2 separate regions of the Sus scrofa genome follow, and region 2 is linked to region 1. Evidence: chromatin contacts called from public promoter capture Hi-C data. All regions are on one chromosome and are shown on one strand. The core of a region is the stretch at or near the end of the contact, and the rest is flanking DNA. Distances in the headings are between cores, read along the strand shown. Region 1 overlaps STOX1 (storkhead-box protein 1). Region 2 holds the start of SRGN (serglycin).

Region 1 (7,160 bases), core at 3,083-5,582:
GTCTTCATGTTAGCTACCTGAGATAGGCATGGACAGGATTATTATTTAAAATATAGGAGTTCCCATAGTGGCTCAGTGGAAATGAATCTGATTGGTATCTGTGAAGACGCAGGTTCATTCCCTGGCCTCTCTCAGTGGGTTAAGGATCTGGCATTGCTGTGAGCCGTGGTATAGGTTACAGATGAGGCTTGGATCCCGTGTTGCTGTGGCTGTGGTGTAGGCCGGCAGCTACAGCTCTGATTCAACCCCTAGCCTGGGAACCTTCATATGCCAAGGCAGTGGCCCTTAAAAAAAATACATACATATATATATACAGAGAGAGAGAGAGAGAGTGCACGCCATAAAAAGCTGATTTAATTGTCCCCAAGGCCTAAAAGCAAGTAATGTGACAGAAATATGTCTTCTGAGGAGTTTCATTGTGGCTCAGCAGTAATGAATCCCACTAGTGTGAAAGAGGACATGGGTTTGATCCCTGGCCTTATTCAGTGGGTTAAGGATGCAGCGTTGCTGTGAGCTGTGGTGCAGGTCAGCAGCTACAGCTCTAATTCAAACCTAGCCTAGGAACTTTCATGTGCCCTGGGTGTGGCCCTAAAAAGACAAAAAAAAAAAAAAAAAAAAAAAGAGAGAGAGAGAGAAATAAGTCTTCTGACTCCTAATCCAGTATTTTTGTCATTCCACACTTTCCTAATCAGAGTGATAAGGAAGCTTTGAAGAAGGAAAGTATGGAAGTGACTTCCAATTTGCAGGAATACATGGAGCATAATCATGGAAGGAGGGAAGATATATAAGAGCATGGATAGTTATCCTGGCTAGACAGAGCTCAAGGGTTGTATTAGACCAAAGTGGAAAATAAGGCTGGAATTGTAAGCTAGTCTGTATCGTTTTTCCTCTTTGCCAGTATATTAAATTGTTCTTCTTAATGTGCCATTAGTCACGCTGAGTTTTAGGTTCTGCTGGATATCCAAGGGAACTCCCCTCACTTAATTGGAAATGAAGGACTAAGGCTCAGGAAAGCAATTTGGAAATCAACCAATAAAGATGAGAGCTGAGGAGTTCCCCTCCTGGCGCAGTGGTTAACAATCCGACTAGGAACCATGAGGCTGCAGGTTCCATCCCTAGCCTTGCTCAGTGGGTTAAGGATCTGGCGTTGCCGTGAGCTGTGGTGTAGGCTGCAGATGTGGCTGGAATCCCGAGTTGCTGTGGCTCTGGTGGAGGCCGGTGGCTACAGCTCCGGTTGGACCCCTAGCTTGGGAATCTCCATATGCTGCAGGAGCAGCCCTAGAAAAGGCAAAAAGACAAAAAAAAAAAAAAAAAAAAGAGAGAGAGCTGAAGCTAAGGAGTGAAATACATTCTTTTAACAGAAAGAGTAAAAAAGAGAGAGTCAGAAACAGTTATATGAGGAACTATCTATATTTAAGAGATAGTAGAAATAGGGATCCACAAATGAGAGAAGGCACAGTAATGAGGATAGGAAGAGAGAACCAAGAGTATGAGAAGGGGAAAAAAAGATTTCCAAAAGAACAGCAAATCAACAGGGTCAATGTTTAAGAGAGAACAAAAAAGTTGAGGGAGGAGAAGAGGCAACTGGATTACTTGCTTGGAACAAGGTGACCACTGGAAACTTTCAAGAGAATTGTTTTCATGGGAAAGAACAGAAATTAAATGTCAGATTGAAAGAAAGGGAATGGGTGAAAAAAATCGAAGTTAATGGGTCTTCCCCCTAGAGCAAGATTTCTCATCTTTGGTACTTCTGACATTGGGGGCCAGATAAAGGGTGACCAATCATCCCAGTATACTCAGGAATGAAGGGTTTTCTGGGACACAGGGTTTTCAGTGCTATAAACAGAAAGCTGAAGGCAAACCAGGGTGGTTGATCACCCTAACTAGAGAATTATTTCCTGCGGCGGGGGTGGGGGTGGCTGTCTTGTGCATTGTAGGATATTTAGTAGCATCCTCAGCCTCTAGGTGCCAAGAGCATCTCCCACAGTTACAGCAACCAAAAGTGTCTCCAGACATTGCCAAATGTCTCTGAAAGGAAAGGGTTGGAGGTCAAAACTGCCCTAATTGTAAAGCACTGTTCTCAGACCATTTGTTGGAAAAATCTGATTGTGAAAGAGTAGAAAAAGAACCCAACCCAGAAAGGAGTATGATCAAATGAAGGTGAATGTATGTGTATGTTGAGATTTTCTTAAAAGAGCTCTCTACGTTTGGATACAAAAAGGGCTTAGTGGATATGATGAAAATGATTCTGGGAGGGAGAAGTCAGTCAGACAGCAAGATCCCAAATGAGGGCAAAGAGGAAAAAAACACATGCACAGGTAAAAGAACTTTCTTAGAAATGAGAAGGATATTTGCAGCCAATTAAGCTGACCAGTGCCCTTTTCCCCATGGGGGCCTGGTGTGCAATAGCTGCAAACAGCAGCCCCGGTAGTGTATGCACCCTGTTGCCTGTATAGGTTGCCCTAAGGGACCTTGGAGACAGCCCTTTCCAGTAGACATTCATGACTGGCATGCTGTCCCCAATACAGGCTCCAGACAGCTGCAGAACGAGGAGCATGTGATTGAGGCACTACGCAGAGCCAAGTTCAAGTTCCTTGGCCACCAGAAGATCCACATCTCTAAGAAGTGGGGATTTACTAAGTTCCACACAGATGAATTTGAAAACATGGTGGCAGAAAAGCGGCTTATCTCGGATGGCTGTGGGGTCAAATATATCCCTAATCTCAGCCCCCTGGACAAATGGTGGGCCCTGCACTCATGAGATCCTTGGCGGCATTGTCCCCTCCTTAACGCTCACCAATACATCCTACTTGCCTGTCAAAAAAAGAAGAAAAGAAAAGAAAAAAAATGAGAAGGATATTAATTTATCTGAGACTTGAGACAATAGAGGGTGGCAGAAGACCAGAAATATATCAAGGCATAGAAGGAAAAAAACATTAGCATAAGAAGGTCATGTGATCTCCGCAAAGTTAGGGGGAAAGAAAATAGGAATGGGAGGAGGAAAAAAACGGAAATGCGGAGGTGAAGGGTAGAAAGGGAGTTTGAGGAGTTACTCTTAGAGCACGCTAGGAAATTTAAAAATTCATACAAAGATTACGCAGGAGCCTTGGGTCTCAAGGTGATTTAAGTGTGATTTCTGATTACAGATGAAGTAGCAATCTGGAATAGAAAAGGATAAGAGTCTAGGAGGCCAACAGTGCTTCTAAAACGTTAATGTGCATATGAGAATCACTAGGCGATTGTGCCAGTGTGCAGATTCTGATTCAGAAGATCTGAAACGGAGCCTATGATTCTGCATTTCTAACAAACTCCCAGGTGATGTCCATGCTGCAGGTCTGAGGTCTGCTCTTTGGAGTGGCAGCCCATTAGGGTGTTAATGATAGCAATGCTAAAGTTTGGCTACTTTTAAATATACTGGCTGGATGTGAAGGTTGCAGCCAAAGCTGGTCAGAGGCTCATAGTACTCATTGTATCTGCAGCAGGAAACTGATAAGCAGCTGTTATTAAAGATCACACTGGCCTGTTTCCTTGTTTCCTTAAGCGTCTCTATTTAGCAAGTTGGGGCATCTTTGACCTTGGAAAGTCACAACACAGGGCAGAACTGCTGTCTGCTTTGGCAGCCTAGGGAAGGATCTTCTCTTGGCCTGCTTGGTGCTGTCTTACTGGGCGATGCCAAGATACCTATAGCATTCTGAGAAGCTAGGATGAATGGCTAATCAATTAGCATTTCAAAGAGTGGTGATAAGAGATGATGCTATGAAACTTATTGTTAAGAGGGGAACACTAACCTAAAATTCAAAATCCTCCTAGAAACTCTACCTCTGAGCTAAGAGTAATAAGCCTTTCTCCTTATCTTCATTCCCCTTTGCTTTTCTTTTTTCCCTCCGCATCTGAGATTACTTTCTTCTCTTTCATCTCCCTCCTCAACCTGACAAAATACAGTATTAAATTGCCCTTTCACTCTTGTTTATGCTTCTTAAACATAACTCCATGTGCTTAATTTAAAACAAACCCTATTCCTCATCTTCCAAGACAGTCTAAGTGACTTTTTTTCTTGTATGTGATTGCCTGTCCCCACTTGATGTGGACTTAGAAGCCCTTAATTCAAAAAGAAGGAGGGAAAAGTTCTCCTCTCCTAGAAAGATAAGGGCAAAACCTAAAAAGAATTTGCTCAACCACACTATATATACTCAAGCCTCATCTCAGCCCTAGCTTAAACCCAGTCACTTGGAACTTTGAGATTGGAGTTGGGGGAGTGAAGGCCAGAGACTTTTCGAGATGAGCGCGGCTAGAAACTCAGTACATGTCTGATGCTCTTGCTGCGCCCCCTGCCGGTGGCTGCCCATTTCTATGCAAATGAAAACAGAAAGCTGTCCTAGGGTCCAGTGAGGGATCCCCACTACGCCTTTAGGCTAGACCTGAAGATGCCTGTTTCCAGTTCAATCCTTAAGCTTGTTTCCTCTTTCATAGGAAAATGAATAGTCAAAATTGAATTTTTTATGGAACTGTGGGAAGGGGTGCATGGGCTATTCCTGTACACTTCTTCACAATCTCCTGTATATCTATAACTACTTCCAAATAAAAGTTAAAGAAAATAGATTTTACAGAAAAGACTACTTTTTATTAACAAGCGGAAATGTATGAGAAACAGAATTTTTTCTTACATTTTAAAAATCCCAACTTTTTCTTAGAGTCCTAACATTGCCTGCCAAATCCAAAGACACTTTTAGAACTTTTATTCATAATTCTTACTGTAGTGTGGGGATGTTTATTTTAAAAGAGTAAACATATCTACTACCAACTAGAAAGACAACTGTCTTTTAGAGAACATGTTAAAATCGCATTTAACCTCTGCTTTGGAGCTCCCTCTAGACAAAGCCTAGAGAAAGTTTCTCAGTACATTTTCTTCACAGCCGTTGCTAAGATACGTCTTCAGGTGCATAAATCATCAAGAGTTCTTTTATGCAGGAAAGGAGAGCGAAGCCTGCCTGACATGAGAACATCTGTGATAAAAGCAAGAATCATTTTCCAGCTGCAGCCACAGTTTATTTCAGTTACTTTGGCACTTGGGTTTTGGAATGCAGTCACCCTTACAGTTTTCCACGAAAAAATTAAACTTTCAGTGGAGAAGATCCCCCTTATAGATGTAACTAGATTTCACAAGAAGAGAAGGCCAGCCCTTTGGCTTTATCCTCAGCAAGTATGGAGTGATTGAAAGGCACCCTTAAGTGCAGGCCTGCTGTGGACCTCTGACCCTTGAACTAAAGCAGGGATCAGAAGGCTAGAAGAGCCTGTGGGCCAGAGTAAACAGTTCACAACAACGTTCTCTCTTTTCACACAGTCTTATACTCTTAGGTGCTGCAGAAATGGGAGAAGTGTTTATACCGAAAGACTGGTTTCTCAAAAAATACCAACAAAGTAGAACCTGTTACATATAATGCCACCCTTTCTGTAAAGGACATTTTTATTGCTACCCTGCTGTATTCCTGAAAGATTCAGTTGGGGTGTGTGTATATATATATATATATCTTCCTCATATCTTCCAAGATATGGGGTTATGTTATATGAGTTTTAAAACAATTATTCTTTAAAAGCCCACTTTTTCTAGGGAAGATAAAACAGTGTAAGGCAAATTAAACACACGTAGCATGTAGATGCCCAGGCAGCAAATGAAAATAGGGTTCTCTTAACTATCAAAAGCAGATGATATCCAGTGAAGTCCAGGACAGTCTCCTCTGAGCTCAGGATCCTAAAACCGTGACTAGAACCAGCTTCCTGTGTGATGGACATAAGATCATACAACCTCAGGCAATCAATTTCCGCTCTGGCACCCAAGAGCTGTGGTCTAGAAGAGCCCCATGGCCAACAGGAGCAGAACCCCCTGGAAGCGTGGCTTGTTCCTGGAGTTGGTGACAAAAGCTCAACAATAATCCAGCACAATCAAAGACCTCATCAAAACTCTGAGGAAAAAAGAGGTGGTTTCTTTACGTCAGGACACCAAGGCCTCCTCCACGGGCCTCAGGTTTTTTCCAACCTGAGGTTTCTAGCCTGGCTGTTTTCTAACAGCAAAGAAAAATGGCTGAAAGAGCTATTTCCTAGACAGTTCATGAGGCGTGAATACTCCTGCCCCAGTGTAGAAATAGCAAGAGGTACATTCAAGACAAATATGGACTGCCTTTTCACCAGACCCAGAGAAGGCAACCAGTAGAGACCAAGCAAACGATCTCTAGGAGCTGTGGTACTAGAGAAATCTTCAACCAGGGACACAGGATTCCTAAATCTGCATTCCAGTCAGTTGGGAGTTTCAGTAAAATTACAAGCCTACACTTTGCACTCTCCAAGTGAGAAAGGGAGAACCAAAATCAAGATACAATCTGCCTATCCTGAACCTGTGTTTGCTCTGTCCACTGAAAAAAAAGCTTTGAAGTAAAAGAGTACTAAAATCGAGTGTTTGTTTTGATAACTGAATGCTCTAGTTAAATTTCAGGAACAAAGTGAAAGTTTTCCGTAAAAATTTTACCTTTAGGGAAAAAAAAACTACCATGCAATATTTACATTTATCTTAGGCTTTTAAGGCACCTAAGCAAATTCAAAGAGGGCCTTCTCCTGGAATCTAAACACTGACATTTTCATCTAGGGTGCTTGAATTTGATTGTAAGGTCCCTAGGAAACTGTGCCAGCAAATATGCACAAAAGAGGAAATATTTCTTTGGAAATTTGGAAAGCATTCACATCAGAACTCATCTGTTTCACATTAAAACCTGAATTTGCTGTAAGATTAAACTGTAGACAAAACTAATCTTAACACTATTGATATTTAAAACACAAAATTTTTTCTACTCTACATGTGTTTAGTCCCTGTACAAGTGTGTTTACAGACTCTGTGCTAGGCGGTCTGCCAGAAATTCATGCATTATTGACCTTCAAATGGTTTAACTGAGCCACTCAAACTCAGCTAATTACCCGGACACATGAAATCTGAGAGCATCTTTTTTGGGCGCCTGTATTGAATCACACTGTGGGAAAAGTATCTTCTAAGTACATTAGAGATAACAATGGAGCATGAATAAAACAGCCTGCAGATAGACTCAGGTTAAATAAAAAAGGATGTTTTGTTCTAAGTAATCCAAGAAGCTTCCCTTATTTTAAACGGCACTTTT
Region 2 (7,160 bases), core at 1,628-4,127, 210 kb before region 1:
TGCTGTCACTCCCACATGCAGCCACGGGTGGTCATATGTTTCCCTTCTTACTCAGACATAGGCACAAACCCTTAATTCCCATACAAACTGCGCTTCTCCTTTGGAAACACCCTAGTTTTTCAGCCCATTCATTCTCTCTTTTTTGGTTCCCTTTCCAACAAAGAGCTGAATCTGCTCAGTGATGACATAAATGCTAGTTCTTTATACAACTTTATATGGTGTCTTTACTACTTTCTTTTTTGTTTGTTCATTTGTTTTTTAGGCCTGCACCTGTGGCATATGTCAGTTCCCAGGTTAGGGGTCAAATTGGAGCTGTAGCTGCTGGCCTACGCTACAGCCACAGCAACTCGGGATCCAAGCCACAGCTCAGGGCAATACTGGATCCTTCACTCACTGAGCGAGACCAGGGATCGAACCCCCATCCTCATGGATACTAGCCAGATTTGTTTCCACCATGCCACGACAGGAACTTCCTGGTTTCTTCACTACTTACTTTCTAAGGAATACCTGCCACATAAAGAACATTTTTGTTTTAATTTTACTTTTCCGTATTGAATCTTAGTGGAGAATTAAACATTTCTGTGAAATTTTGAAGATGTAAAAACTCATAGCTTGGAGTTCCCATTGTAGCTCAGTGGTTAACGAACCCAGCCAGTATCCATGAGGATGTGGGTTTGATCCCTGGCCTCAGTGGGTTAAGAATCCCGCATTGCCATGAACTGTGGTGTACGTCGAAGATGTGGCTCGGATCTGGCATTGCTGTGGCTGTGGTGTAGTTCTGCAGTTACAGCTCCAGTTGGACCCCTAGCCTGGGAACCTCCATATGCTGTGGGTGCGGCCCTAAAAAGACAAACAAACAAAAAAAAGACTCACGGTCAGGGTAGGCCCAGCACCAAGTGGCCACTCAAGTCTGTGCTACAAACATGGACCTCACTGCCTGGATCTTATCAGAAGACATTAGGGAATTATTTCATTAAGCTGAAGGTTTTCTCTAAAAGATCCAAGTAAAGTTTATTCCTTACAATCAACAATTTTTGATATTTTAAAAATAGATTAAAAGTTTCAGCAACATACCTTGCTGGTTTTTTTCTTCGGTGATTACACAACAAGAAGAAAGTGATTTTATACATTTCCAATACATAATGAATGTATCTGAGATCATCTGTACAATTTTATTTCCACCAGAAGTAAAAACAAGAAAACTAAGTCACTTCGAAGAAAAAAATCCAGCTCATGTGTGTAATTATGACTCAATATTTCCTTTACGAGTTGGAGGAACTTAATGTTTTTCTACTATGAGTTCTCCCATCTCTTTATCAGGCTGTGATTTTCTGCCTTATTCAGACGTGAACCTTTATTTACCAAAGGAGAAGAAATTGTATTTTTCTTACAAATTTATCATTTTCATTTTCTTAGTCATTAAAGGTTTTAAGTTGTTTCATTCTTACTAAACAACCCTGAATGATAAAGAAACCTATCAAGAAATTTCCAAATGTGATGTTTCTCTGAGCAACAGCACAATTATTAAAATTCTTTGGCCTCTCTTTAAAATCTGAGAGGGTTTGCATTAACAATGTCTAACCATAATTGAATTGTCACTAAGAACAAAGTTTAAAAAAAGAAGAAAAAATACAAAAATTTACTCTGATTTCAAAAATAGCATCTCCCAGTGTCAGGGTGATTACAAAAATTTTGTATTATGTTAAAATTTGGGATTTATGTGGACACCTAGGGGTAGGTAATTTTCTATATTCCTTTTTTTAAAAAAAATTTCTGACTAGTTTTGCATATTCTTTCAGATAACATTATTTTATTTATTTATTTATTTTGGTCTTTTTGTCTCTTTAGGACCACACCTGCGGCATATGGATGTTCATAGGCTAGGGGTCCAATCGGAGCTGTAGCCATCAGCCTACACCAGAGTCACAGCAACATCAGATCCAAGCTGTGTCTGGGACCTACACCACAGCTCACGGCAATGCCAGATCCTTATCCCACTGAGCAAGGCTAGGGATTGAACCCACGTCCTCATGGATGCTAGTTGGGTTCGTTAATCGCTGAGCCACAATGGAACTCCAATTTTCTATATTCCTTTCTTGAGCTTTATTTATTTATTTATTTTTGGCCATGGCATGTAGCGGCTTGATATAGGATCTCAGTTCCCAGACCAGGGGTTGAACCCGGGCCGAAGTGGTGAAAGCGCCAAATCCTGACCATTCGATGACCAGGGAACTCCCTCTTGATCTTTTAAAAAAAGTTTTTTAAAATTTATAAACCATACATTTCATCCAAAATAAAACTGTACATTTCAATCATTATAAGAACTTATAAGGCTGCACCTGCCTCAGTTTAAATTTTTTTTTTTTTTTTTTGGTAGCAAACTTAACAAAACTCAGTCAGCGACCCTAAATCATTTTTTCTTTCTTTCTTTTTCTTTCTTTCTTTTTTGAGGGAGGCACCACTTTTCCAAATAGAATACATTCTGTACCTTAAAATTAATATAATCATTTGTGTGGACCCTGGGCCTTATAAGGAAAATTACAAAGGGACAAGATACCTGGGTCTTACCTTGAACTGAAGAATCCAAAATCAGGATGATGGCTAGAGCCAGGACAAGCCCACTGCACCGGAAGAGCACCTGCATTGTGACAGGCTCACTTTGGCTCCACCGCCTGCACACCAACCTTACAAAAGGGAAATGTAGCCGGGTGCTCTCTGTCCCTTTTAGAAAAGGTTCCAAAACCTCAAACCCTGCCCAGAACACACGTCACAGTTTCCTGAACAAATAGAGATCCACATCAAACCCCAGAAAGATTTAGACCAAAAAAAAAAAAAAAAAAGGGCAGCAAAATAACTATTCATACCCATTATGAAACTGCCCTGGACTCTCCCCAGGTCTTCTTTTTCAAAAGTTTTGTTGTTTGCCACTGGCCGGTTACAATTTTTTTTCCCCCTGCTAAACAGAATCATCATAAAGGACAGTTTGTTTTTTCTTTCTTCAGGTAACCATCTAAACAAGAGATTGCTGACATTAAGGGGCCTCTGCCCAATTGATGAAGTAAGGAGGCTAGATGCTGCTTTTTCACCACTGAGGCCATTCTGCATAATATGTTCTTGATTTTCTTTTTTGTTGGCAATAGCAGAAGTCACTGAGCCATGCTCAAAAAGTGAAACTTCAAAGCTGGGTTCTAATCTACAAGAAAGTGTTGTTGGATCTCAGATAACCAGTTTCTTCTTAGAGGACTCAGCTTCTCCCATTAGATCATCAGCTCTCCCTCTAATTCAAAATCTAGTGAAGATTTTCAGTTGCAAAGAACTGGATAAAACAGAAAAATGATTGTGCAGTCCTCTGCTCCTTCACACCAAGTATTTCTTATGATTTGATTCCATTTATACTTTGTTTTTTTTTTTCCTCCTGGTAAAACTTTTCAACTTGACTTTGGCATCCTCTGGCCTTTAATAAGCTAGAAGTCAGAAACAGGGGGAGGTTTTCCTGTCAGTGGGCTGCAGACTTCAGAAAACATACAAACCACTGCCCTCTGTAAATAAAGGAATAGCGTTTCCCCATCTCCTGGGGATCGTGTGCTGAAGACCGAGGGTCACAAAGCACAGGCTCCATATTTAAGCCACATAATAAACACAACAGATTATCACACTCCCTTGCCCTTGGGGCACACACTTTTTCCTTACTTCCACCCTCTCCATTGCAGCACATCTAACCCTACAATGTCCACTTTCCATTTTCATCCTCACTCTTGCCTGTCCTTTGACAAGAGGGAGGAGTTTCCTTTCTCTTGTTCTCTGCTTCCTGCTGGTTCCTTTACCATTTCCTGCTAAGAACGCGCCTCAGAAATTAATTGCTGAGTCGCCGTGGTGCAAGTCCACAAAGGTTTCCAAGAATGCACATTTTGACCTTCCTCAAAACCAGTTGGAAGTGTGTCCAGGGACTCTTCTGAGTGCAGTAAACAATCCGCAAACTCACAAATCCCGTGGGTTCCCCACTATGGAATACTGGTTTCAGCTGGAAATAACTCCCTCAACTTTGGTCGCTTTTAATGCTATCCTTTATTTATTTATTTATTTATTTTCTTTTTAAGGCTGAACCTGCGGCATATTAAAGTTCCCAGGCTAGGAGCTGAATCAGAGCTGCAGCCTCTGGCCTACACCACAGTCACAGCAACCCATGCTGCAGCTTGCAGCAGTGGTGCATCCTTAACCCACTCAGCAAGGCCAGGGATGGAACCTGCATCCTCATGGATACTAGTCAAGTTCTTAACCCACTGAGCTACAATAGGAACTCCTATCCTCCACTTTAAAACCATGGCATCAAAATAATATCCTTGTCAATAGCTTCAATAAATTCCCTGCAAAACCTCAGAGCTGATTACAGCTTGTGCTTTAAAATGGTAATTTTGGAGGCTTTTTCCATTTCAGTTCTTCAATTTTTAATTCTTTGGGTCATGGTGGGTTTTTTTAAAATTTTTGCAGCAGTCATAAGCATTTGCTCTGTTTCCCCTACGCTGACAACCAAGTTTTTTTTTTTCCAAATAGTCATCCTCCAACTTCATTTCCCTAGTCCTCTTCAAGCCGTAGAGGAGCAGGACACATGCCTGAGGCAGTCCCAAGTCCTGGGTCTGAGCTCACTTACCTGCTGAGAGATGCTGGGCCACCTACCCTGTGCTCTCCCATCGTTCTAGTTCTAAGGCTGGTGTAGGAAGCCAGTGAAAGGATGCCCATCAAAGCTCATGGCCGTGAGGGTTGAGTTGGCAGGGCAAACTCAAAAAGCAAAAGCTTCCTGCCCAAAGCTTCTTCCATTAACCAAAGGGGACCCCTATCTTTCTCTAAGCCTCCACCTCTACAAAAAGTTTTCCATGCTTTATTTTGTCTTTCTGCCTTTTCTAGGACTGCTTCCTCGGCATATGGAGGTTCTCAGGCTAGGGGTTGAATCGGAGCTGTAGCCACCGGCCTACGCCAGAGCCACAGCAACACTGGATCCGAGCCGTATCTGCAACCTACACCACAGCTCAGGACAACGCCGGGTCCTTAACCCACTGAGCAAGGCCAGGGATTGAACCCGCAACCTCATGGTTCCTAGTCGGATTCGTTAACCACTGCGCCACGACGGGAACTCCTAGTTTTTGATGCTTTTAAAAGAAAAATGCTAGGAGTTCTCGCCATGGTACAGTGGCTTAAGAACCTAACTGCAGCGGCTCTGGTTGCTGCAGGAATATGAGTTCAACCTCCAGCCCAGCACAGTGGGTTAAAGGATCCAGCATCGCTGCAGCCGTGACAAAGGTCTCAGCTGTGTCTGAATTCAGTCCCTGGTCCAGGAACTTCCATAGGCTGCAGGTGCAGCCATAAAATTTTTTTTAAAACAGATAAATTCTAGGCCAGATTTAATCCTTCATTTACCAGTCAAACTTAAATGCACCTATTTTACTTCACACTCATTTGATTTGCCTGTAAAACGGGTGTCCTTAATCCTTAGCAGTCATCTTGGAACAGAACGGGCATCAATTCCTTGCTGTCTAAAAGTGTAAGCATTGCTTTTCACTAGCTATTTTTGGCCACCACACCCACAGCATGTGGAAGTTCCAGGGCCAGAGAGCGAATCCGCACTGCAGCAGTGATTGCCAGATCCTTAACCTGCTGAGCCACCAGGGAACTCTCCAGGGTGGTCTTTTTTTTAATTTTTTTATTACTCGAATTAATCATATCTGTAGTTGTATAATGATCATAACAATCTGATTTCACAGGATTTCTATTCCACAGCCCAGGCACATCCCCCCACCCCCCAAACTGTCTCCTCTGGAGACCATAAGTTTTTCAATGTCTGTGAGTCAGCATCTGTTCTGCAAAGAAGTTCAGTCTGTCCTTTTATCAGATTCCACATGTCAGAGAAAGCACTGGATGTTGGTGTCTCATTGTACGGCTGACTTCACTTAGCATGATAGTTTCTAGATCCATCCATGTTGCAAAAAATGCTGGTATTTCGTTATTTTTAATGGCTGAGTAATATTCCATTGTGTATATGTACCACATCTTCTGGATCCACTCCTCTGTCGATGGACATTTAGGTTGTTTCCATGTCTTTGCTATTGTAAATAGTGCTGCAATGAACATCGGAGTACATGTGTCTTTGCGAGTCATGGTTTTCTCTGGATAGATGCCCAGGAGTGGGATTGCTGGATCAAATGGTAGTTCTATGTTTAGTTTTCTGAGTAATCTCCATACTGCTTTCCACAGTGGTTGCACCAATGTACAATCCCACCAACAGTGTACTAGGGTTCCTTTTTCTCCACACCCTCTCCAGCACTTACTGTTTGTAGACTTTTGGATGATGGCCATTCTGGCTGGTGTAAGGTGGTACCTCATCATGGTTTTGATTTGCATCTCTCTAATAATGAGTGATGGTGAACATCTTTGCCAGGGTGGTCTTTTGAAAGGTATATTTGGAGCACTTGAACATTCCCACCATCATGATTCAGCAGGACACTTGTTAAGATGAATTGAGATTGTCAGAGGAGACACTGAGTGCAGCACAAAACTGCTCCGTGGGACAGCTCCAGGACTCAGTGGTTTCTTAAAGCTCCAAGTTCAAGATTATGACACACAACAACCTCTGGGACTTTCTTGGCTCTTCACTGAGAAGATCTTGACTCTTACCGAGGCACTACACCAAAATAACAAACAGGAAATAGATCCTGTACCAGATCTATATTATGTCTCTGGAGGCTGAAAGACTGTTTCAAGAATACATGATTTCTAGAACTGGAAGAAACCTTAGAAATCATCTACCTCACTTACCAAGGTGGGAAAAAGCACAAGTCCAGAAATGTTGTATGACTTGCCTCTGGTCACATAGATGATGAATGGCAAAACTAAGTATAGAATTTAGGTTTCCTTATTCAAAGTCCAGTAACAGATGAAGAATGAGGAAGAAGAGTCCCCATTGTGGCACAGCAGAAATGAATCTGACTAGGAACCATGAGGTTTTGGGTTCTACCCCTGGCCTTGATCAGTGGGTTAAGAATCCAGCATTGCCATGAGCAGTGCTGTAGGTCAAACATATGGCTCAGATCTGATGTGGCTATGGCTGTGACATAAGCCAGCAGCCATAGCTCCAATTGGACTCCTAGCCTGAGAATCTCCATATGCCA

What was found. Promoter capture Hi-C pulls out the DNA fragments that hold promoters and counts their contacts.
Region 2: a contact with region 1 is called in a promoter capture Hi-C map of fetal liver, with 3 times the contacts expected there. The contact joins the promoter of SRGN here to the enhancer-like site in region 1. A contact is called at or near these places in 2 of 5 promoter capture datasets (fetal liver and liver) and 18 of 47 Hi-C or Micro-C datasets (alveolar macrophages, blood, embryonic fibroblasts and 9 more).

The regions. Positions count from the first base shown.
Region 1 is chr14:71,966,138-71,973,297 of Sscrofa11.1, reverse strand. All of the region lies in intron 1 of STOX1 (storkhead-box protein 1), which reads right to left. Among named protein-coding and RNA genes, the nearest start is that of DDX50, 19 kb to the left of the region's middle. Within about 2 kb of position 4,332, at least 15 of the 83 cell types and tissues checked have an H3K27ac peak or open chromatin away from gene starts, as enhancers often do. A contact at or near this core is called in fetal liver and liver, where this site is marked.
Region 2 is chr14:72,179,085-72,186,244 of Sscrofa11.1, reverse strand. It overlaps SRGN (serglycin), which reads right to left and starts at 2,877. Exons shown (of 3, transcript XM_013990411.2): 1 at 2,569-2,877. The coding sequence starts at 2,644.